2 separate regions of the Drosophila melanogaster genome follow, and region 2 is linked to region 1. A link is a contact called in public Hi-C data. All regions are on one chromosome and are shown on one strand. The core of a region is the stretch at or near the end of the contact, and the rest is flanking DNA. Distances in the headings are between cores, read along the strand shown. Region 1 holds the start of Hmt4-20 (Histone methyltransferase 4-20). Region 2 holds the start of CG14629.

What was found. Hi-C and Micro-C count contacts between places; a contact is called where the count stands out from the background.
Region 2: a contact with region 1 is called in a Hi-C map of the Kc167 cell line, with 3 times the contacts expected there. The contact joins the promoter of CG14629 here to the promoter of Hmt4-20 in region 1. A contact is called at or near these places in 5 of 107 Hi-C or Micro-C datasets (the Kc167 cell line, the PNm cell line, the S2 cell line and 1 more) and 1 of 6 datasets of contacts at active chromatin or transcription factors (the Kc167 cell line).

What each region holds. Positions count from the first base shown.
Region 1 is chrX:651,266-657,314 of dm6, forward strand. It overlaps Hmt4-20 (Histone methyltransferase 4-20), which reads right to left and starts at 4,768. Exons shown (of 3, transcript NM_130497.4): 1 at 4,115-4,768; 2 at 2,105-2,831; 3 at 1-1,973. The coding sequence starts at 2,818. SkpA (SKP1-related A) reads left to right here and starts at 4,849. Exons shown (of 2, transcript NM_166858.3): 1 at 4,849-5,519; 2 at 5,834-6,049. The coding sequence starts at 5,845.
Region 2 is chrX:1,048,001-1,053,486 of dm6, forward strand. CG14629 reads left to right here and starts at 3,525. Exons shown (of 1, transcript NM_130525.4): 1 at 3,525-4,631. The coding sequence starts at 3,540. The coding sequence ends at 4,499. All of the region lies in intron 1 of lncRNA:CR44779 (long non-coding RNA:CR44779), which reads left to right.

The DNA of each region.
Region 1 (6,049 bases), core at 3,518-6,017:
GGGAATCCGCCCAACGCTTCGCAGTGGATACTTTGCGCTGCCGCCAGAGCAGCGGCCCTTCTGCTACGTTTCTGCTTGACCGGCGAATAAGTAACTGATTCGTCCTTTAGCTGCTCCTTGATTCCTTGGGTGGAGGGAGGATCGGGATCAAAGCTGGCCAAAAGGTTCTTCTTGTACGCGGGAGTCGGGCTGCAGCTGCGACGCGTTGCCTGCTGCTGCTGATTTTCTGATGATGTGGATGAGGGTATGGACGAGGCCTCACTTGGTGCTGGCTTCCTCGATTTAACACTAAGTCTACTGCTAAGATTTGAATTATGATTAATTCTACTGCTATTATTACTATTATGATTATTACAATTTGTAATCGTTGTTGCTTTGTTGCTGCTGCTGCTGCTATTTGTTGTGGTTGCAATGTTATTGTTATGGGCAGTGGCTAATCTGGCTACCAATCCTACTCTTCCCGCACTATTTCGCGTCACACGCTTCTGCTGCTCCTGTTGCTTCTCCTCCGACTTCTCTGGTTGTGGTTCCTCCGCCAGGCTGAACATTTTTTGCGGCAGTTGGTGATCCTGCTGCTTCTGCTCTTTCTTTTGCTGCTCGCTGCTGGTGTCGCTGCTCTCGCCGTCCGTCAGCTTTTCCTTCTGGCGTTCGCTACGTCTAAGCTGGCGCTGCTGGCTCTGGTGCAGCGCAGCAATGGCCATCTGAGCTGGCTTGCAACGCGGCATAAGAACCACCGGTGCCTTGCTGGGCAGCGAAATGCTCGCCGCGACCACGGGTGCGATCACCTCGTCCGCGGAGGCGGTGGAAATGCTGCTGCTGGTGCTGTTAACGCGCATAGACTTGCGTAGACTGGTGGAACGACCACCATTAACCTCGGAGCCCGCTCCGGCTGCCACGCTGCTCACTGTCGTTGCTCCAGCATTTCCTGCAGCTCCTGTTCCGCCAACTCCTGGCTTCTGCATGGCCGCCATTTGCTGTACAGCCGCTGTAGCCTCGGCTCCAGTACTTGCATGCTGGCCATGATTGTGGTGATGGTGATGATGATGATGGTGGTGATGGAAATGATGCTGATGATGGTGCTGCTGCTGGTAAGCTGCGTTGGCCATGATCATCTCGGCATCGTACTTAGTCATTCCCTTTTGGCGCAGCTCCTTCATGGTCAGCGGTGAAACAACAACATTCGGAAGTTTCTTTTCGAGCAAAGAGACGGCGGCTGTGGCCTCCTTGCCGCCAGTTGATTGTTGCGAGGGTGTGGGCAGCATCGCGGCACCAGTGGCTCCTCCTGCTCCGCCAGAAGCCACCAATCCATTTGTGCTACTAGTCTCGCTAGGGCCAGTGGAATCATTTGTATTACTGTTGCTGTTTGAGGTGCTGTTTGTGGAGTTGGCTCGGCTCTTGATGCGGTTAATCCGATTGTCTGTCTCCCTCAGACGATAGCCGCCATTATTACCAGGTCCACTGCTGGCCAAGCCGAGTCCCATACTGAGCCCCAGCATCAGGCCATCATCTTTCCCGGCGAAGGCTCCAGTCCCACGGCGTTCGCACGTTTCGCACTCACAATAGCGATTGGAATCCCCAAAGAAGTCCTCGCCGTAGAAGCAGGTTATCTCCTCCCCTACCTCAATGTCGCGCAGGACCTTTACACACGCTGTGTCCCTGCCGGTGGCCAAAAACTTGCAGTTGGCGCGACAATCGTGGTTGATATAGGCAGCCGGTCCCAGCCACAATTGGGCGCAGTTCTTGCGACAACTGTACATTACTGAGAAGTCATTTTTGCCAGAGTGCAGCAGAGCGGCCTCCTCCGCCTCTGTCAGCTCGGCGATGCAGCCAACCAGGCATTCGATCTTGTCGTTCTTCGACCAGCGCTTCGTCGAGCTAATCTTGGCGCCCCGTTGCTCTTCCAGTGTGTATCTGTAGCAGGCCTCGATTGCAAAGCCGCTATCCTTGTCAAAGACGCGCAGGTATCGGACGATCTGGAAGACATTGGGCAGATGGGGATTTCGATTAATATGAATTGCAATTGAAATTGTACCATGCACCACAGAGGCGAGTAACCATGCTTTAAAATAAATAAAAATTGTTAAAACGGGAAGTTTCGGCTTACATGATCGTGGAGCCGCTTGGTGGCAATCTTGTTCTTGTTCTTGAGATGACGCGGTATCCACGGCCCCTCGTATATGCGCTGGATGGCTATATCGTAGTTCTGCGTGTGGATAAAGTCGTCCACGATCGCTTTCAGTTGTTGCGTGTCCACCTTAAGAGGCCGAAAGCGTATGTTCATCTTGTGGGTCTGAAATCCAAGATGCGGATCGAGGATCAGCGATGTGGCCAGGTCATCGTTCTCGGACAGTTCCCGCGGCGACATCCCAGTGGATTGCGATAGGCGGCTGACGGCGCTGCCGTTGCAACCATTGAGTCCACTAACCACCGATCCAGATCCAGATCCCGATCCAGCAGATCCTCCGCCACTGCCGTTCGAAGACTGATGGGACTGGTGATGGTGGCTAGGGTGCTGGTTTGTCTGTTGGTAATGGGTGGCATGTGGCTGGCTGTGGGCCACCTGGTGGTGCTGCTGGTTCGTCTGGTGGTGTGCAGATGGAGGTGCGGATGGCGGAGGGCCATGGCTCTTGTGGGACATGGACGACAACAGAGCCGCAGCCGTCGATGTCGACGTGGAATTGGTGGCTAGTGAAGACGTTACGCTGGTGGTGCTACTGGCCGAAGCGGTGGGGCCACCGCTTGTGCTGCTGGAGCTGCTGCTGTTTGTAAATCTGCTGCCAGTTTCACCGCGCCGCGTGTGGTTAGAGCCGACGACCATTCTGCACGACAGTCTGCAAGGATGAACAGCATTACAAGTATATTCAAAACGATGTGCACACTTTTTCACTCAAATACTAATACGATCTTAGATATACCAATTCCACCAAACCCAATCAACCCGGCAATTGTCAGCTGTTTTGGAATTTGAATCACTGACAGGTATAAGCTCTTTTATTACATCTGGCAACGCCGCTGTTGTCTGCGAACACGACAAAGAGCGAGATGGACATAAGCTTTCAGGACAAGACTAGGACAAAGGCAAACGTCCTGCACCCATACATACACACTCTCTCACAGGATTGGATGACTTGCAATAATCCTCAATCCGCAAACCATATGTTCCGGCATTTTGCCAATATATTCGCTCCGTTGAAAATGGCCCTAATTTAGTTTTTATTCCTACGGCTTCGCGTTTGAAAGAGAGAGAGAGAGACCGAGAAAGAGGGGGCTTGTAACTGATGTCGTCGACAGCCATCCCTCTCGCTCGCACTTATTCCAAGCCCTTTTAGCCCATGCACACACACGTTTAACAAAAATCAATTAACTTGAAAGCACATGTAAAAAAAAGTATTGATCCACAAAAAACAAAAGGCACTTCGGTAATCCTGGAATACACACACTTACTGCCGAAAATATTTAAAATGAATGGGTACGCGTATATATTTATATGCTGGTGAACAAAAGGCGAGCATAACAAAAATGTCTTATCGATTTGCATGCGCAGCAGACAGTAATTGCAAATCTTGTATTTTCTTGAGTCTGTGCAACAACTGAAATACCTTTCTGGGCATAAACTATCATAAACACAAGTGGGTGGTGCTGGGAAACATCGCTGGAATTGAATATTTGTTTGTTGGTCGATTTGTTCTGAATGGAAACGAATGTCGTTTGCAAATTGCTCTCTCAGCTGTTTACAAACGCATACCACATAACGCAGGTGAGAGAGAGAGGGAGGCATATGCGCAGTGAGAATGGAAGATGAAGGGTTGCCAAGTGCGCAAAGGCTTGCAAATTAAGTACACTTGTGTGCGGGGTAACCGAAAAACGGGTGTTTACAATAAATTTCGCTGGGTGGATGTAGCTTTGTAATTTGAGTTCGCCAATTTTTTTTGTTGTTAACAGCATTTCGAAGCGGTTGCCAACCCTAGACGCTGGCTGGTTGCATGGTAACGAAAAATGGCGGCGCCTGTTACACACACTCACACACACATGCACGCACAGTCTGCTGTGTTTATGCACTTCATGCTGTTCCGATTTTTTTTTTGCACTTTTTCGATTTGTTGTCTGCATTTACCTTAAATGAATTTATTAACTAAGGCGATATTGTGCCTCTCGCTCAATCTCGCAAAACGATGCTTTGTCTGCTGCTTCTCTGTGCGTGTGTCCGTCTCTTTCCACGGCTTTTCGTCGAGACTCACATATACAAACGGCGACACACTGGATTGGAGCTGGACTCCGTTTTGGATGGCTTGGCTTTGGCTGCGTACCCAAAATAAATCGCGCTTGCAGTCCCAAATCATTTTAGTTCTTGACGCCTTTGTTCCACAAAAACTTCCAACCGCCGTCCATGGCTCGTGCTTTCTCTTTCGCTCGCGAGACGCTCCAAAAGTCGCGAGTATGGGAAGAGAATGTATCCCTCGCTCTTTCACGCCTAGAAGCGGCTGTAGCACACACAAGCACACGTAAACCCAGCCGTATGCATATACATATATTCCCTCTACTAGCGAGACGTGTGTACGTGCGTATGTATGTATGCTTTTTTCACTTCTTTCTCCTCTGCGTTCTTTGCACCAAGTGTCGCTGTTGCTATTTGCTACCGCCGCTCCTCTTGACGAATAAGTCGGGACTTGTATCAGCTCTAATTCGGACTTAGTTTACAAAATGCGGCTGCTTTTTTTCCGCGATACTCGGATTAGTGATGTAAAAAGACGTTGATGCTTCGACCACTGAAGTCAGTGCGATATGTATCGATAATTGAATGCCATCGATTGCTACGATTAAAACTGCCACCGCAGTTAGCGGAGACGCTCACCATTCTCTATTCGCCATTTGAAAGTATCGGTGTAATTTGTTTTCAGAGAAATTAATTTCCGTTTACTGTGCAATTCGGTGTGAAAGTGTTCAGATTTATCAATGCGTATTCTGCTTTCGACTTCGCCACCAATCTGTGCTGCAAGTTACCATTACCAGGTCCACCTGGTTCCCGCCAGTTTTCTTTCATTGTGGCTAGTTGTTGTTCGTGCCTTCGATAAAGACGTTTAGAGGTGTTTTTAGAGTTTCGCCATCTGGTCACTATAGCCGTTTCGTTTTTTACGTGAGTATTGTGAATTTGGTGTGTTGATTTATATCTCAGTTGGAGCCTGCGTGGAAATAGTGTCAGTACGTTTAAAGGCATCATCGTAAGGTTAGTCGGAAAACAAATAAAAAGCCTACAAATAGCAAGCAAGAACGCTTTCGCAACCACAAGAAAAACGAACATACGCACGCATCCATCTGTGGTAGAGTCGGCTTGTGTGGGGGTGAGTGGATGTGTGGGTGAGCATTTCTGGAAAGTGCCGTTCTCTATGTTTCGATTCTACTTATCCCTTCATCACCATTTCATCGTTGAATCATCACGAAAGAAACATCGAAAGTGCACAATCGTTTGTTATCTTTGTACGAAAACAACGGTGATTTCCACACAGGCATAACCTGCAAGAGTAATACGATACAAATTTTGATCTGATATGACCTCATTTTAGTCGGTTTGAATTTTAAAGAGAGCGACTCTGCAAACTGCAGGGATATGAACATACAAAATTCACAAATGATTGTTTGCATCCTAGTTGCTTATATTCATTTACACGCATGCTTATATGCTTACATCTGTTATCAATAATTGACGACTTGGTGCATGCGAAGCAAACGCATTGAAATGACTATTGGGATCCACACACTGTTAAAAAACACACTGATTGCACTGCCACACATTTCTCAACTAGAACCTAATGTTTTATACTGAACTTAACTGCAGGAAAGCCCAAAATGCCCAGCATCAAGTTGCAATCTTCGGATGAGGAGATCTTTGACACGGATATCCAGATCGCCAAGTGCTCCGGCACTATCAAGACCATGCTGGAGGACTGCGGCATGGAGGACGATGAGAATGCCATTGTGCCGTTGCCCAATGTGAATTCGACGATTCTTCGCAAGGTGCTTACCTGGGCTCACTACCACAAGGACGACCCCC
Region 2 (5,486 bases), core at 2,275-4,774, 400 kb after region 1:
CGATCACGATTCCGACGCCCTTTCGTCCACTTTCGTCCACTTTCCTTGTGTACTTTTACGGCCTGGGCCTTCCAGACTTCCCGGTGTAAAAGGGGTATCAGAAAAGGAATAGAAATGTTCGTTTGGTTTTGGATTTGCTAGCCAAACATGGGTGTGGGTCCCACCGAAGCCACCGCACCGTCCCTTTTGTTTGTCAAAGACGCTGGGAAATATTTCTCAAATTCATTGAATGCCGCATCGTGATCAGAAGAAAAAGGCTGAATCGGGGAGGCGGCGGGCAGAGCGCCTGCTGTGCAGACCTGCGGAAATTCAAACGGAATCAAAGTGAAAAGTTCGATAAAAAAATCATCGACACACGCGACGGGAGTGTATGGCCCTTCCCACTGCCGTTTCCAACTCCTGCGGCAGGATATCAGCAGCAGCAGCAGCAGGAAGAATAACACAGCGACTGTCAGTCAATCCTCGAGTGCTCGAAAGGATGCGAGATGGCGAAAAGTGAACTGAAGTGGAGTGAGGTGAGATGAGGTGTGCGTGGCAGAAGGCAAGAGTTTCTCTTTGCCAATTCAGAGACCCAGGAACCCAGGGAAAGCAAACGAACGAACGCACAAACAAACAAACAAACAAACACCATGAAGGAAAAACAAACACACGAGCAAACAGAGCACGAATAATTTGACTTTATCTAAGCGCCAGTCAACCAATTCGCATTACCCACAAAAGGAGTAAAAAGGGTGCCCTCTTTTCTTTCCCTTTGCCATTGTTTATTGGCTTATGCTTGGGGTTAACAGATTTATCCTTCAGTAAGAAGAACCTACGTCCTCCGGGGCTTGAGAGGTACTCAAACGTAAGGACCGGCCAACGAGTATTCAAACATTCCATATTTATTTTAAAAATATCCGTCGAAAATTCGAGCGAAGGAAAGGGAATCGAAACATATCATTGCACTTAGCTCGCGATATGTATTCGAATTCAAAACATTAGAGTTTAACCATCTTAGTCGTTCCCCCAATATTATGCACATCCTTGTATCGGCGGATCGATCCACAAATTGTACTATTTCCAAGTCCTTCGTATAGAACTTAAAGGCTTTAATGGATTTTGTGCCCCTTTTCGGATGCTGCGACTAACAAAAGTTTGTTTGCGGTTTGTTTTATTTATTGCATTTCTTTCGCCACTCTTCTGTTGCTCGTCTCCCATGGAGCACTTTTCAAATCGTGGTGAGTGGGGCATGAACAGTGGGTTCTGCACCCCAAATAGACCCTTTTTCAAGCCCCAAAGTTGTGACTCGATAAACTGAACATTCGCATTTCTCATTTGTGTTTGCGGTTTGAATTCGATTTAATTCTGCTTCTGGGCGCTGAAAAACGGAATTCCCATGACTGTTCTATCTCGAAACTGGGTAGTAATTCCATTTATAGCTAGGCAACTTGGACAACCTATCAGCTTCAGCTTGTACATTCGCATTGATTACGAATTGAGTCATTAGTCGTTGTTCAGACGTCAGTCAGAGCGAAAGAATTTAAATTAAATTAAGCACATTTCTGCATGATTTTGACGTCATTGCATTGCAAAAGAAACCTTCGAATGCTTAGGCTCCTGCTGCCAGCAACAAATATCTGTATTACCATCCTCAAGCTAATTATCATTGGCCATCGCATCGCACACACATGAGCGAACGACAAAGCGGAAACGGAAGCGATGGCAAAGCAATTGGCAAATGGCATCCGCCTGCTCCTTGCCCCTCCGTTTGACCCATCCCCCTATTGGCAGTTGCAATTAGGCGGTCGCCAAACATCCGCTGCATCCTGCCACCCACTTGTGCAGCCCCATCTATGCATCTATAACTGGCGACCGACGGACGGAAAATGCCACAAGTGTGCCTCCGAATGGCCTGATTTCATGTGTCATTTATTTAAAATGAAGGGATTTTTTCCCTTCATTAGTTTTGCGGAGAATTTAATTCCCCAAATTGATTCACTGGCAATGACAACAATTCCGTCCATCGGACTTCATAAAATGTAGGCCCAAATGTTTAATTAGTACGAAATTGATAGATTAATTATCCCGAATCAGCAGAGGAATATCCGTCTGCACGTTGGCAGCATTTGTTGCTACCTTGGACAAATGCAGAAATGCTAGCACATTGCAGCCAACTAATTGTGCGACGCCCCTTGCCGCCCACTGCCTGCCGCCGACTAAGTGCTGCCCCTGGCCACGCCCACAAGCGAAACAGTGAGCAGCAATTAATTGTGCTCATTTTTTAGGAATCCCTGCCACGCGCTTCATTTCAATTTGCACTGAATTCCCCCGTTTTTTGCCGCTTTGGCTTTAGCTCCGCTAGCTGCAATTTTCGGTATAATTTTTAACCGAAAATTCGCTGTGCCAGGCACCCTATGCTCGCCTCGCCAAGCCACGCCCCTCCCGCCAGCCGCCCCTTTCCGATGTTGTTTATTGCGCTTGCAACTTCCGCAACAAACGAAGATAAATTGTTACTTTCTTGCTCGCTGCTCCCGTTTTTAGTTGCTGTCGGTGTTCTTTGGATGGTCGTGCTGCTGCAAGTGTTGTTATATTTCTACCCCGCATAGTGGGTGGCATGGTGGCTGCAGAGGAAGACTTTTGAATGAAGCTTGATCCGTGTAGAAAATGTATTAATGAGCATTTTCGAGTGATTTTAGTAGCAATAGATAGCCAAGATATTCGCTAGCAGCTGCTAAATGTTAAGATTCTATATATATAATCATCTAATTAGGCTTACTGAACATGATTCAACGATAATCCCATGCGATCAAGATAAGAAAGACGATACGGCTTATCGCGCACCAACGACTTTTAAATTGCTATCAGCTCGAATGCCTCGATTACTTACTCGATCTCACGCTCTTTCGAAGCGGGAAAGTCTTAATGTATAGTGCCCGAAATTAATCCCTTGATAACAGCGAAACCAATTACGATTTGCCTTAGTTTCAACTTATTATCAATGGCCCTATTTGAACTGCAGACAGGTTTATCATCTTAGGGGCGCACATCAAACGTAATCAATAAAATCGAGCTATAATCGCAACTTAAGCCGTTTTGGGCCAGACAGCGCCGAGACTTTTATTGGGTGATTGGTCCATTGCAACTTAACTGTGTTTGGTCCATTGCAACTTAAGTGTGTAATGTTACACATTGGACTAAATCAAAAGAACTTTATTTCGTTCGTTTGGGTAGCACCCTACTAAAATGTGTGCTTGCTGTGATGCTCTAGTTTGTGTATAGTTCCGATACCGATACAGATTTCACATTCTCAGTTTCCTGCCACATTGGTTTTTCATACGGACGGCATACTCGTACTGTGTCGATGGTTATGAGTAAACACCCGACTGATTACCGATACACGAATAAGGCGGGCGATTGGCTTTGTGGGGCGCCCTAATCTCAGACATTGACCCCTCCGTCGCCCCAGCGGCGCAGCACACTACACCACCCCACATCGTGGAGATAAGAAACCGCGGCTGCGAGCTCCGACTCTCAGCACTTTGCAGCCAGTTAGTGCGAGAATGTCGAGCTGGTCGCTTTGTCCGCTTTTACTGGCCTTCGCGGTTCACGCCGTGCTTGGATCTGTGGATTTGGCTGGTTCCCTGGATCCGTCGCTGCTGGAGAACGTGGATGTGGACCAGCTAAGGTCAAACTATCTGCCCCAAGGCCTGCAAAACACCAATGTGACCTTGGCCGACTTCCAAAAGTGGCTGCAGTCGAAGTGCGAGAAGGCCAATGACCATTTGCCGAAAGGATCTGTTAACGCCTCTGCCCTGAGCAAGTCCATCGAGGATGCGGGCATTCACCTCGCAGAATGCCTCTCCGGATTGGCCAATATGACGGAGATCCAGGCGGAGATCGAGGAGGCGAGTCCCAAGGGCGACCTGGACGTGGTCTTCGAGAAGTATTGCCTCCGATTGCCGCAGGCCAAGACCTGTCTGAAGAACTTCAACGACGCGATCCTGCCCTGCCTGACCACCGATGAGAAGACCCACAACGCGGTGCTGCAGAGGATTGCGGACAAGCTGCTGGAGTTCATATGCTACAAGAACGGAGACCAGATTGCGCTCTTTATCGCCGAAGAGGGCCCGGAGTGCCTGCAGCAGAGTCGCGAAGGCATCGCCAATTGCCTGAACTCTTCCTTCGCCGGATATCTGCCCAAGTCGATTAGCCCGGAGTGGGATCTGCCCCAGCTGGTCTTGGGTCCGAAGCAGTGCGTCGACCTCTACGCATTCGAGACGTGCACCGTCAGTCTGCTGGAGAAGTGCGATACGATCACTCCCAGCAATATCGTGGAGTCCATGTTTCGATACGTGAGGAAGGAGTCCTCCTGCCAGCCCCACATCGACAGGGTCAAGCTGCAGCACCGCAGAGCCCTGCCCTTGACCAGTGGATCCCAGTCCGGCTCATCCGTATCCCTTCATCTCACCTGGACCTCTGCGAGCCTGCTAATGGCCACTTTCCTCGCCCGACTGGCCTAACATTCCCCGCTCTCTCTCTCTCTTTTTTTTTTGGTTGATATTTTATAATTATGTTTAATAAACTTTGCAAAGTCGGGAACGGAGTCTGTGCACCGGACGGACGGACGGACTGCTGCCCGGCGTAAGCCGCTTAACGGATTCCCTTTTCAACTCCGGGCATCTGGAAAGGCAGGCGGCTGTGGAATGAGGGTTAAGGAAGCGGGGCCCAAAGTGTTAAGCTGCATAAACACAAGCCTGAAATATGAACGGCAACTGGGGTCATCCCAGGTCCACTGTCAATAATTTGATTGACTTTAGTAGCAGAATTTGAATTTGAATTTGAATTTACGGCCAGGCAACGTCATAATAAGAACCTTTAAAGCCGTGTCACTGATCGTTATCATCACATTTTCGCACACATTCCAAATTCCATATTCAGCGTCTGGCAGGCATTCATTTCTCTCAGTGCAGTCGCACCATATTGCGCTTATCGGACGGCAGCAGCTACAGAAGCTATAGCTGTAGCAACCGAAACAGTGGAATATACTTGTAGAGAGCAACACAATCCGAATCCGAATCCGGAGCAGAAGCTAAAGCTGCGCTGGTTGAAGAAGGGTCACTCGAACGCGTCTCTTATCGCCAGAGACAAAGACAAAGACAAAGGGATTGCTGGCTGGATGGCCGGAGGGGAAGGGAAGATATTGGGAGAAAGTAGGAGAAATGGGGCTTAGCTGGCAATGGCTGGCTGGACTCAGTTTCGAGCGTGGCAGCGCGATAAGCAAATTGATTTGCGACGAATTCCGTCTTATTTCATAAGTTTCTTCACTTGCTGCAGCCTTTGGAAACCCTGGTCATCATCGGATGCCATGAAAACCAATACAAAACCTACATACTTAGCTTTTTGATTGAGCAGCTTGAGTTTCTCAACTGAGCAAAATCTTATTGCTTCTTCAATTGTAGATAAAGATAAACGTTGACCTCAAGATGGGTGACAAAATAATGAATCCG